3 separate regions of the Mus musculus genome follow, and all the other regions are linked to region 3. The links are chromatin contacts, called in public promoter capture Hi-C maps. All regions are on one chromosome and are shown on one strand. The core of a region is the stretch at or near the end of the contact, and the rest is flanking DNA. Distances in the headings are between cores, read along the strand shown. Region 1 holds the start of Pdzd11 (PDZ domain containing 11). Region 2 holds the start of Pin4 (protein (peptidyl-prolyl cis/trans isomerase) NIMA-interacting, 4 (parvulin)). Region 3 holds the start of Med12 (mediator complex subunit 12).

Region 1 (4,018 bases), core at 1,060-3,559, 650 kb after region 3:
CCAGCCTGGTCTACAAAGTGAGTTCCAGGACAGCCAGGGCTACACAGAGAAACCCTGTCTCGAAAAACCAAAAAAAAAAAAAAAAACCAAACAAACAAACAAAAAAAAAACCTATTGCTTCCCTCCACTCTCAGCTGGAGAGTGAATAGTAAACTAGATGCGAATTAAACAAAAGCATGTAAAAGAGAAAAGGAAGAAGAAGGGAATTAGACAGAACTATATAATGCTTTTTCAAATATGCAAAAAGGAAAAAAAAGATTAACTTTACAGGAGGAGATCTGGTAGGTTTATATCTTAGTCAGATGATTGAGATTAACAATAACAGGAATAGGGCAAATTAAAACCATATACTGCCTGACAGGAATCAATGAGAATACAGAAGCACGCCTGTGGTGTTTCTGCTAAAAAAACAAACAAACACAAAAAACCGTCTCAAATTTTATCATAACGTTAGATAAAAGCAAAAAGAAAGATACAAGTGCTTTGTAATCTTCAAGTATCAAAACAATGAAGGCTTTAAAAAACACAAAGCCCAAAGGTTCAAGGACTACTTTAGACTTGGGGACTATAAGAAGGGCGCAGCAGCTAATCATACCATGATTTTTGAACTAAATTCTTTGCTATCAAGGGTATTACTGAAACAACTGGCAACACTTGAACAGGGCTGAGGATGAGAAAGTAGTAACAAGACATTGCAACTTCTGTGATTATGATGGCTATGTCATGACGCTTACTGGAAATATATGGTAAAGTATTCAGGGATCATAACATCAACAACTTATTACCAATGATTCTATGAAAAAAATGGCATCTTTATGCTGTTCTTGCAACATTTCTATAACTACTATAACTACAGTGTTTTCAAGTTTTACAATAAAGTCTGGGCCTATAGCTCACTTGGCAAAGTACTTGTCTAGCATACACAAAGCCATGCGTTTGCTTTCCAGCACAGCATAAGCCAAATCAAGGAGGGTGGTTGTACTGGCTAGTTTTGTGTCAACTTGACACAGCTGGAGTTATCACAGAGTAAGGACCTTCAGTTGAGGAAATACCTCCATGAGATCCAACTGTAAGGCATTTTCTCAATTAGTGATCAAGGGGGAAAGGCCCCTTGTGGGTGGGACCATCCCTGGGCTGGTAGTCTTGGGTTCTATAAGAGAACAGGCTGAGCAAGCCAGGGGAAGGAAGCCAGTAAGGAACATCCCTCCATGGCTTCTACATCAGTCTTTGCCTCCCAAGTGCTGAAATGAAAGGTTCTCTGTGAGGTCCCAAGACAACAAAATATGTCTAGGTCAAAGATAAACTGGATGTGTTACTAGGCTGTGGGCTGTTTTTAAAGGCAGAAGTCTGTTTCATCCATTCCTCTTATTTGTAGTGCCTATATGACCCACCCACACACACACAAACGCCCAGTGAATTAGACAGCCTCACCTTTAAACACGCCTTTTATGAGTGGAGCTACTGCTGTATTAAAGACCTCTTCCTGTTCAGTAGAGGGGTCAAACACAAAATCGTAGGTAAATGATTTATCATTACCAACCACCACCTGCAAGAGGCAAGAGACAAGGATGGGGAAGGATTAAAAAAAAAATGCCTGACCACGCCCCTCGCTCCTTTCAGCCTCAGCTGTGGAGGAAGCCACTCCAGACTCGACTACCCACCTGAGGCTCTCCGGGCACAAAGGAAAGGCACGTCTGGCAGCCCTCCTTAATCTCTTTCGAGACGAGGGGGCGACAACGCAGTGCCACTCTTACGGGAATCCCCTTCACCTCTTCTTTCATGGTACCAGCTCAGCAGGTGTCCGTGCTGGGTGAAGCCGGCTCTCCCAGGAGCCCCCGGAGGCTGGCAGGAGTGGAAAGGCCCTTCTCAGGCGGTGGGAGAGCTCGGAACTCGCTGATGCACTCTCCCTCCCAGCGGGATCACGGTGTCCTGTCACTCTTGGCCACCGCCTAAAGGTTTGTCAGTCCCAATACTGCAGGGCGAAGCGGCGTCAGCAATAAGGAAACTCCAGCAGAGACAGCAACCGCGACCCCAAGCCCTAAAGTGCTCCAAAGCGCAGAATCGGAGCTAACGCGGTGCCCGGGTAACTCACCAAACTAAACGTCCCTCTCACCGACCTTCCCTGGCGCCCTGTTCCAACCGGAGCTTTAACCGCCAAGTTTCAAATTGATCCCAGAGGCGCCAGCCAATCGGAGCGCGTACAGCCTGTGAGAAGCAGACGAACTTGAGCACGCACACCGTGACGCGCAAGGAGGCTGGAGCTCTGGCTCGCCCAAAGAGAGCTCCGCCCCGGCAGGGTGGTAGGAGCATCCGCTTCCGGTTCCGACGCCGAATTGGCTGTCGCTGACCGAGGCCTTCTTACCGGTGAGGTGGCCCTGAGTTAAGTGGTCGCGAGCGCGGGATTCGGGCGGGTTGCAGGACCTGGATCTAGAAGGTAGCCCGTGTAGACGGAACCCGTCTGTGGACACCACGTTTACTAAGCACCTCTAGAGATTGTGTCTGGCCCCAATCCCTATGGGATAGTTAAGAGTTGGCACTCCCTTGCTGTTTTAAAGTAGATCTTTGTAGATGTGTAGATTCTCTTTTCCTAGGTTGGAAGTGGTGACACCTATTGTTTTTTGTAGAATTGTGAGAAATGCAAACATGCCATTAGAGTGCTTAAAAAATTAATTTTTTTGTCTTTTGTTTTTGTTATTTTGTTTTGTAGCCTGCCTCTCCTCCCTACCCCCCCTCCCCAATCTTAACACCTACTTGTGGGCTAGTCCCATAAAGGAATGGCCCTCGGCTGGAAGGCTTTCTGGAACTTAGAGTGCTTGGTCCTTTTTAAAATCATTTTCGTTTCCTTTGATTCGTCCTTTTCAGGGCTTTGCCTGAAATGGACAACCGGATTCCCTATGATGACTACCCTGTGGTTTTCCTGCCGGCCTATGAAAACCCTCCAGCGTGGATTCCTCCTCATGAGGTGGGCGCCATCTGCATTCCTGAATAATCATGAGATCTATGAAAGAAAAAGTAGCAGGGCTAGGAAACTCAGTGGAGAGTGGATCTTAGGTGAATTCTGAGCAACAGTGACCCACTGGTGACTTCTTGCAGAATCACCATGCCAGAACCCTTCACACTGGTGAATTCTGAAAATTCAGAGCCTTAATTTCCATCCTGTCAATAAGAAAGGACTAGGGATCTATAGGGCCACTAACATGTCCCGAGACTAAACAGCCACTCCTCTGGACTGTTTTATCTGTGCTTTGTAAACTGAGTCAATGGCTTTACCAATTCCTGACATATATCTGGTTTATTGGTATTCTAAAAGAAGGTAGATGTAACACATCTAAGACTGGGAATAAGATTTCGGGGATTGCTGTATCTTGCAGAGAGTGTACCACCCAGACTACAACAATGAGTTGACCCAGTTTCTGCCCCGAATTGTTACACTGAAGAAGCCTCCTGGTGCTCAGGTAAACTTATAGGGGCTCTTATTCCAGTAACGTTTGGTCCATGCCAGAAATTGGCCATGGTTGGGGTGTGGATGTGGATTGGGAGGTAGGTGACCAGAAAAGCAGAGGTGGCACTTCTACAGCATCTCCTTTTCTTCTGAGTACATAGATGTCCCTGTTCTTATGTCTCTGCTGAGTCTGCATCCTGTGTCCTTTTGTCTTTCAGTTGGGATTTAACATCCGAGGAGGAAAGGCCTCGCAGCTAGGCATCTTCATCTCCAAGGTCTGTGTGAATGTGTGTGTATGATAGGCTGTATGGCTAGCTACTTTGTTATCATATTAAAGTGCACTGGTGGCCCAGCAGATAAAAAAATGGATGACCCGCTGGAGTCATAGGATAGACATAATGGAAATTCAGCCTTTCCCTTTGAGAACTGTACTTGGGGCCAGTATGCTGGGGCATGTGGGCATGTCAGTACTCTGAGAACTCGAGAGGCAGAAGGGGGAAGATTAGGAGTAGGTAACAATCTATAAAGTCAAGGCAGACAATGGTGACATAGGACCTTAGTCCCAGCACATGGGAG
Region 2 (4,484 bases), core at 661-3,160, 850 kb before region 3:
AACTTAACACTGCCATTATATAAAATAATACAATTTCTATTATATTCTGTGACAGTGTGTTTGACACCTGAAATTCTAACATGCAAAATCTCCAACAATGCATTTTGAGGGGTTTGGTTTTATTTCAGAGTGCTTGGTGTGTGTGTGTGTGTGTGTGCATTCTTTTCCCCTTCAGTCTACCACAACAGCTACTGATATCCTCCTGGAATCTGCTACATTCAGGCTATCAAGCATTGGTAGCACATCTTACTTCTTTTAAGTTTTGTGTCGAAGGCAGCATATTAAGTGTTAGAGGCCAAGGTGTCTAAGATTAAATTAAGTATTTAGTTTAACAACTGTTTCCTAAATAATTCCCCAGTTCAAGTTCTTGGGGGTACACAGTGAATAGGATTCAAAGCCGCAGCCAAGGAGCTCGTATCCCAGTGAGGAAGAGAGACCACATTCTGAGAGTCCGACAAGCGAGAAATTGTGGAAGGGAACACATATGTCAGCTAGCCAGGTACCACCTGATGGATGAACAGGAGCTGAGCAGCTAAAGGACAGTGTACCCCTGGTGACCTCACACTCAGGTCCTCCTCAGCCTCCCACTGCTGTGGCATGTCTCTGCAGTGCCTCACCCATTTCTCAGACCTTTCTTTACAACATCTTGGTTCCTTGGACCTCTGGGGTATCACTCTACTACACTCCATTTATTTGTCTCTTCTCTGGGTTCCTACAACCACAATCTTAGTTCAGGCCAACTCTCTCTCTTACCAGAACTACTGAAATCATCTCTCTCTCTCTCTCTCTCTCTCTCCCTCACTACTCTCCCCTCTCTGTTTGTTTGTTTGTTTTTAAGACAGGGTTTCTCTGTGTAGCCCTGGCTGTCCTGGAACTCACTCTGTAGACCAGGCTGGCCTCGAACTCAGAAATCCACCTGCCTCTGCCTCCCCAAGTGCTAGGATTAAAGGTGTGCGCTACCGCTGCCCGGCTTGAAATCATCTCTTTAAAGGACCTCCTGGCCCCTAACCAACCTTAATTAACACCATATACAGCACACCTCATGATTTAGTTTTCTTCTGTTTTAATTTCCCCAACTTGCTTATTTGTTTTGAAGTTTTACTTCAGCGATGCTATACTAAACTGCCTTTGGGGCTGGCCTCTCCGGGTTGAGGACTCTTTACCCTATTGCTGCTGCTTATCTCAGCCTGCCCAAAGTATCTCCAGTTTGTTTCTTTACCCTCTTTCCACCTTCTATAACATAACTCTCACAACTACATTCGGCACAGTACTTAGAGGCTACTATCTTCCCCACATTGTCCAGCGATGAATAAGAGTTGTCTTAGTTTTCTAGCCTGAAAGCACAATGTTGTCCCCAACAACGGTCTTCAAGAAGCGAGTCCCTCCTCATGTGTGTGTGTAGGGGAGGGGAGGGGGGGGGAGGTACGTCCTGTTAGTTGTTAAGAGGCCTAGATGGACTAGATTGATCACTAGTGTAGGCTTCCTTTTATTGCTGGCGTTTCATCAGATTCAATTTTAGTGGGAATAAACCCCAGGTCACGAGGAACCATCCCCAGCAGCTTCTATTGCCCGCCACGAGGGTCCCTGCACTGAAACCTCATGGATACCCTGAACCACAGCAGCTCCTCACGCACTGATCTTTCCTTACCACAAGAAGCCCAAACATAAACCACAGCGGCTCAGGGTGCTCCCGGTGGCCCTGCTGTCCGGCTTATGATCACCTCCCTCCCCCACCCCACACAGCTGCAGGTCTACTCCTGTCCTTCTCCCCATCCACCCCTACGCTCGCTCCATGACTGTCTCGGCAGGTCTACCTTTCCCTCCTTTTCCAGAACCACTTTTCCCCTTCGGCGGCATCTCTTAAGCTGGCGGATGAACTCTCCGGCAACTGTTCCGGTGCTAGCAAAAGGACCCCTCAGGCCCCACAGGTATGTCCTCCGCAATGCCTGAAAGCAGCGTCACAATCAACTATTTCTGCTGCGGTTCCAGAATCAGGCATAGCTTGGAACAGACCCAGTCCTTTGGTTCTTTGACCTATAGGAGCTAGAGATGTTAGACCAATGAGAAGCCGAAGCCTTACGGGGAGGCGGGAACAAAGGTTGCCCAGAGACGAGAAAGCGCAGCCTCTATTCTGTTCTTCAAAGCTTTTACTTGCCCTCATTTGCACTTGTTCTTTGCTCTCTCTCGCCCCGCCCACTTTTTTGTGCATGCGCAGTGCGAGCCTCAGGCCACTGCAGTTCTTTGGCGTGGGCTTTTGCTTTGGGGATTCTAGACAAAGGGACAGCAGAGGGAGTTTAGATAATGGCCTTCTTCCGTCCTCTCTCCGACTGACACAGACCTGCACTCCCTAATGGCTTTTCTTACTTACTTGTTTGTTTATATTTTTGCAGCAGTAGTTGATGGGGTACAAAAGATGGAATTTTTTTTTTAAAGCCTATCATCCCATTGCCTGTGACAGGCAGAAGTCTGTCATGGAGAAACATTGGAAGCAGCCTAAATTAATTTTAAAATAACGATTATAAGCTGTGTGTACAGAAATAGCCTTAAGGAAGATTATAGACCAAGATGTAGAATGTGATTTTTTAAAGTTATATATCCTGGAGAACATAATCTATGCACCTAAAAGACAAACAAGGCATTAATGCTGTTCAGCAGGATAGCATGTGACCACTCGTGTCAATCTATATAGTATTCATGTCTCTGTATTTTTCCAGAGTTCTTTTCTTTTTTCCTTCCTTCCTTTCTCTTTCCTTCCTTCTTTGCTTCCTTTCTTTTTTCTTTTGATACAGGGTTTCTCTGTATGTAGCCCTGGCTGTCCTGGAACTCACAGAGATTTGCCTGCCTCTATCTTCTAACTGCTGGGGCTTAAGATATGTGCCACCACCTTCCAGCTCAAAGTTTGTATGACAGCACAGCATAAGGCAATTTAAAGCTTGGATTCTGGAGGCACATGACCTGCTTTAAAACCCCTTCTACTAGTCCTGTGACCTTGAAGACGCTCTTGGGCTCAGTTTCCATCTTCTGCGAGATGGTGTTGTTAAAGTATCTGCTTATGGAGTATCATGAGAAATAATTTCATAGTCGATGACTAACTGGGGGCGTTTACTTAAGATGAATAGCTTTTGAATTTGCATCCCAATGTGCTCTTGATCTCTCTTTCTCACTCAGTCTCTCTTTTTGAGACCAGGTCTTGCTTAGTAGCCTAGACTGTTCTGGAACTTACTATGTCCTCCTGCTTCTGCCTCTCAAGTGGTGGGAATCATGTGCCACTTGGATACATTTTTCTCTTTCCCCCACAATCCTCCCCTCCTCTACCAATAATTTTCGTATATGACATCTTTCCCTCTATTCCATGAGATCACTGTCCTATCTTGGCTATCTGACTCAGCTTAGTTTTTGTCTGTTTTTGCAATACTGGTGATCAAATTCATGGCCTCACCAAGGCCAGGCAAGAGCTTTATGGTTGAGCCACACCCCAGGCTAAAATTTTGTTGTTGTTGTTGTTTGTTTGTTTTAGATAGGATCCCACTATGCAGCCCAAACTGGTCTTAAATTTCCAATCCTCTCACTTCTGCCTACTGAATGCTAGATTATAGGCCTGTCCCACCAACCTAAGCTAAATTTAGCTTTTGAATAGTCTCTGCTGGATGTGGAGGTGACTCGTGGGCCCCTTTGTTTTATGATGCTATGACTTCTGGATGAATTTTGGTCCCTCCTTATTTCAGATTGATAGTATCAGCTGTGGAGAAGGTTCCCGATATGGAAGGGATCATTGCTTTTCCACATCAGAAATGGAACCCCAACCCCCATCTACTGACTTCCCAGGTCTGGTTGAGAGATGGGGTGGGGTAGTCAACAGTAATATGGTTGATTCTTGCTTAGGGCCAAGTGGATCAGATTATGTCTTTGTGTTTGCTTTTGCTTTGATTTTAGTTGGGACTGGCCTTCCCTGTAAGCAGTGGCTGCACCAGTGTTGGAGTGGGAACGTGGCAAGCCAGCATTCAAGCCTCAGTGAAAAGTCATTATGAAAGCTGGCCATGGTGGTACACACCACTCTAGCACTAAGGAGGTTGAGGCCAAAAGATCGAGGTCAGCCTGGGCTACACAGCTAGGATCTGTCAAACAGGGGTGGGGGTGTTAAAAACAGGCTCCAGAGCTACGGTTTAGTCAGTGAAGTGCCCACCATGCAAGCGTGAGGACCTGAGTGTGGCAGTATATGCTCATCATCTCAGTGCTAGGGAGTCGGTCACAGGAAGATCACTCATCTATCTGAAACAGCAATTCCCAGGTCCCAGTGACAGACTTGATTTCAAAAAGATGGAGAACTCTTGAGGAATGACTCTCAAGGTTGACCTCTGACCTCCACATGCTCACACACTTATGTGCATATATGTGTACATGCACCCACACACATGCAGAACAGGACAAAACTTGAATGGATGATACAGCTGACTTGGAACCTTGTGAAACTGTATTGCAGTAGA
Region 3 (4,625 bases), core at 249-2,748:
CACAAGTCATCTTAATGAGCCAGGCAGCCCGCATCACAGGCACCGTGTATTTGGCCAAATACCCAAATACTTCTTCCTTTTTACTGAAAATGGGGACCTGGATGGGCATCACAAACAGCAATGTCTCTAATTACTCCAGGGAGCTGACACCACATAGCTACATCTTAGAATATAGGTAGACACATTCCCCACCTTGACCTTAAGAACAGGAAAAGAGTACTTCACCTTTTTGGCTAGGTGTGTGAGTGGTTTGGTGCCAGCCAGGTCAGTGAACCAGGTGTTAATAGCACTCTGAGATCTTGCAGTCACCAGCCAGAAGTTGTCCTTCTGGTTCATTAGGGACTTCCTGCGACCAGTGTCAGAGAGAGTATTACACCTTAACTTCTCTGCGATGATGCTGCTGAAGTTGGAACTGATCTAAAGGGGGAAAAGTAGACCTCAGGGTAGGAAGACTGTGAAAATGCCAATGTGCTAGCACTGAGTTATAAACTCTGCCACCTAGGTTGTCCCTTTCAGTTTGCCCAACCCGGAGCTTTTGCTCCTCAGATTCTTCCAGCCTTTTCCTTCAGCCTGGCAGGGTTGTCTCACCTTGGCAGGATTGAAGTTGACGTTCTTGGCACTGCCATGTTCGTCCCCAGAGACAGCAGGCTGGTTATTGAAACCTTGTTTTACATTCAAAGCCGTCAGTTCATCCTGAGGCAGAAAAACAGCATTTTTAGCTCACCCTCATTCACCTTATAGAAGAGGTTGTAAGAGAGGGCAGAGGAAAAGGTAACAAGGGAGCCAGGGAGGAGGAGGAGGAGGAGGAGGAGGAGGATTCTGACTAGAAGAGGTTGTTATTTAAAGCCCAGCCCTTATGTTCATTTGGACCCCACCCTCACCCCCACAGTCAATGAGACTCCCACATCCCCCAGAGCGACCTCAACATCACTCTTCCCTTACCGGCACCTCACCAAGCTGGCCCTAACAACTTTCTGAGGTTTGTGTGTGAGCGCCCGAGTGAGTGTGGAGGGGGGCACCTCTGGCATGGCTCCTGAACCCACGAGCTCCTCAACCGGAACTGCTGGCAGACCCTACTCTCCAGCAGGGCACCAGTCCACTCTACTCTTCCCCCTGTTGGGACTTTTTCTCTCACCTAACCTCATCCCCCCTTGCCCTCAACTGTCAGTGTCTCTTCCCTCACGAAACACCTGCCCGGACCCCGCGGGAACCGGGAATTGTGAACGCACCTCCTTCTGTTTGGGATCTTGAGGGTACACATCGGGAGGCCCCAGCCGCAGCCGCTTCAGGGGTCGGTGTTCATAGCTCAAGATCCCGAAAGCCGCCATCTTGCCCAGCCCGTACCGCCTGAGGCGCCTGCAGGGCCAGGCGAGGTGGGGAGGGAAGGGGCGGAGGGCCGAGGACGGGAGGGAGCACGGGGACAGCGAGCCGGGCGGCGGTAGAGAGGACCGAGGCCGAGAGAAGGGGGGTGGCGGAGGCGGGGCACGTTAGAAACTCTCGATTACTGCCGGAAACTGCCGAGGGACGCTGGGTACCGTCGGACAATACTGACTGCAGAGTGGGTGGGGCCTCGCCGGCGCGGGGCGGAGCCCCACAGCCCGGGAGCTTTGGGCCCTAGGAGGGAAAGTCAATTTCACACACTAGAAATCCACCGGCGTGGCCGGGGCTGGAGGCGCAGACCTGGAATAGGGAAGGCAGCCGCGGCGCTGAGCTCTCTCGCTGGAACTGGCTTCCCGTGGCCTCGCTCAGTTCTTGGCCTAAAATAAGTGCTCGGGAATTTTTAGTTTAGTTAATAACTGCGTCTTTTACTGATCACTTCGTTTCTTGGTTCTCACATCTGGATAATGGGCATGCTAAACTTCCTTCAAAGGACAGTTGTAAAGATTAGAAACTACTATTGTTTTAAGAAAGCACCTCTGATCTGATACAAAAGATCCGGTCTAGCCAGGCGCAGGCCTTTAACCCCTGCAGAGGCAGAGACAGACGGATCTCTGTGAAGTGCTTGCCTTACACAAAAAGAAAGCAACTGTAAAACTGAAGTGCTTATAATCTCTCCAGGTGGTTACAGGCCCTCTGCACCACAACCCCCTAACCCTTTGTTGTTGTTGTTAACCCTTAACCTGGCGGTGCACACCTTTAGTCCCAGCAGAAGAAAGCAGATCTCTGTGAATTCAAGGCCAGCCTGGTTTACACAATGACTTCCAGAACAGCCAAGTCCATGTATGAACTGTGTAACCCTGTCTCAACAACAACAACAACAAAACCAAAGAAACAAACAAAAAGTAGCCAGATTGATGGCAAACACCTTTAGTCCTAGCAACTAGAGAGGCAGGAGCAGGAGTATCTGAGTTCAAGGCCAGCCTGGTCTACACACTGAGCTCCAGAACAGCCAGAATTACATAGCGCCCTTGTCTCAAAAGAAAAAAAACCACAGGGTTTGGGGATTTACCTCAATGGTAGAGCACTTGCCTAGCAAATACAAGACCCTGGGTACCCGTCCTCAGCTCTGGAAGGAAAAAAACAAACCAAAAAAAAAAAAAAATGCCAACGTGTCATCAGAGTCAGATGTGGTGGGGCAAGCAGGTCATCCAGAGCAACAGTGACTGACACATACCCTGTCTCAAAAAGAAATCCATTGACACTTACATTATGTGTGTCACACACCTGTAATTCCCACAGCTCGGGAGATTGGCAAAAGGATAACAAGTTACTTCCAGCCCAAATTACATAGACACACACACACACATACACACACCTCTTTTCTGAGACAAGGTCATCTCATCATGTAATCGCAGGTGGCCTAAAACTTTCCATATAGCCCACGCTGGCCTAGAACTCACAGAAAGCTCAGTGAGCCATCTGCCTCCTAAAGCTTCCAGGCCGGATCAAAAGGAAAAGGGAGGAGGAGCAGGAGGAGGAAGAAACAGGAATCTTCACAGAATAGTAGTTATACAAATTGTCAGATATTTTCTATCATGAAGCTTTGTATATCTGAACTCCAACTTATGAACCTTCACAATAGGGCCAGGCAGAAGGCAGAAGATGCTTGCTTGCCATTGTACCTGATTACCAGGATAGAATCTTCCGGTTTCACATGATGAAAGCAGAGAACTGACTTTTGCAAACTCTCCTCTGAGCACCGTGTACATGCATGGAACAAACAAACAAATAAATAAAATGTACAAACGACTCTTTCTCAGACTTAGTGGCAAAGGGCACTAACCCGGCACTCCTGTGACAGAAGTCGGCAGTCTCTTTGACTTCCAGAACAGCCAGGACTACACAGTGAGATCTTGTCTCAATAAATAAATAATCTAAAAAAAAGAGGAGCTGCAGAGATGGCTCAGGGATTAGGAGCACTGCCTGTTCTTCCAGAGGACCAAGGGTCATTTCCAAGCACTCACATAATGGCTAACAATAGTATGTAAGTCCCCTGCCTGAGGTTCTGATGCCTTCTTCTGAGTTCCTCTGGCACAGGGCATGACATGTACTGTGTAGATTTACATGGAGGCAAAATGCTCAAACAAATAAAATAAAAATTAGCTGGGTGATGGTCGCACACACGTTTAGTCGCATCATCCAGGAGACGGAAGCAATCAGATCTCTGTGAGTTCAAGGCCAGCCTGGTCTACAGAATGAATTTCAGGACAGCCACAATTACACGGAGAAACCCTGTCCCCAAAAACTAAATAAATAAATTAAATAAATAAATAAATAAATAAAAGCCACAAATTCATAAATCTGGGTCTGGAGAGATGGTTCAGTGCTTAAGAATATTTGTGGCTTCTCCAGAAGACCCGAGTTAGCCTCTCATCACAAACATGGTAGCTCAAAACCATCTGTAGCTTCAACTCCAAAGGGTCTAATGCCCTCTTCTCACCCCCACAGGTACCAGGCATACATGTAGTACTCATAAGAACATGCAAACATGCCGGGCAGTGGTGGCACATGCCTTTAATCCCAGCACTTGGGAGGCAGAGGCAGGTGGATTTCTGAGTTTGAAGCCAGTCTGGTCTACAGAGTGAGTTCCAGGAAAGCCAGGGCTACACAGAGAAACCCTGTCTCGAAAAAATAAATAAATAAATAAATAATGAAGAAAAAGAAAAAGAACATGCAAACAAAAACTCGTGTGCTTTAAAATAAATAAATCTAAAAAACTTTAGTCTTTTTAAAATTAAAAATAAATTTAAGAAGTCCCTTTGCTATATAGTAAGAAGCACTCACTGTGTCACATGCTTTAGGTGTTACAATTTAGAGACTATTAGTGTTTGCATTTTCTGAATGAGGAAGCTAATTTTGTTTGCTTTTTAGTTAGTTTGTTTGTTTGAGAAAGGTTCTCTCCATGTAGTCCTACTTCTCCTAGAGCTCCCAGAGTCACAGTGATCCTCCTGACACTACCTCTCATGTGCATGTGCTGGGATTAAAGGCCTACACTACCATCCCTAAGGGTTTTTTTTTTTTCTTCGAGACAGGGTTTCTCTGTATAACCCTGCTGGCTGTCCTGGAACTCACTCTGTAGACCAGGCTGACCTCGAACTCAGAAATCCGCCTACCTCTGCCTCCCAAGTGCTGGGATTAAAGGCGTGTGTCACCACCGCCCGGCCCACCCCTAAATTTAAGGAAGC

What was found. Promoter capture Hi-C pulls out the DNA fragments that hold promoters and counts their contacts.
Region 1: a contact with region 3 is called in a promoter capture Hi-C map of erythroid cells, with 31 times the contacts expected there. The contact joins the promoter of Pdzd11 here to the promoter of Med12 in region 3. A contact is called at or near these places in 2 of 39 promoter capture datasets (erythroid cells and liver) and 1 of 9 other capture datasets (liver).
Region 2: a promoter capture Hi-C map of pre-B cells shows a contact between it and region 3, with 2.2 times the contacts expected there. The contact joins the promoter of Pin4 here to the promoter of Med12 in region 3. A contact is called at or near these places in 2 of 39 promoter capture datasets (erythroid cells and pre-B cells).

Annotation. Positions count from the first base shown.
Region 1 is chrX:100,624,232-100,628,249 of GRCm38.p6, reverse strand. Pdzd11 (PDZ domain containing 11) reads left to right here and starts at 2,309. Exons shown (of 7, transcript NM_001356384.1): 1 at 2,309-2,364; 2 at 2,863-2,962; 3 at 3,372-3,455; 4 at 3,661-3,717. The coding sequence starts at 2,876. Kif4 (kinesin family member 4) reads right to left here and starts at 2,185. Exons shown (of 30, transcript NM_008446.2): 1 at 1,662-2,185; 2 at 1,432-1,546. The coding sequence starts at 1,781.
Region 2 is chrX:102,116,895-102,121,378 of GRCm38.p6, reverse strand. Pin4 (protein (peptidyl-prolyl cis/trans isomerase) NIMA-interacting, 4 (parvulin)) reads right to left here and starts at 1,910. Exons shown (of 4, transcript NM_027181.2): 1 at 1,815-1,910. The coding sequence starts at 1,857.
Region 3 is chrX:101,270,964-101,275,588 of GRCm38.p6, reverse strand. It overlaps Med12 (mediator complex subunit 12), which reads right to left and starts at 1,498. Exons shown (of 45, transcript NM_021521.2): 1 at 1,230-1,498; 2 at 589-693; 3 at 226-417; 4 at 1-97. The coding sequence starts at 1,328.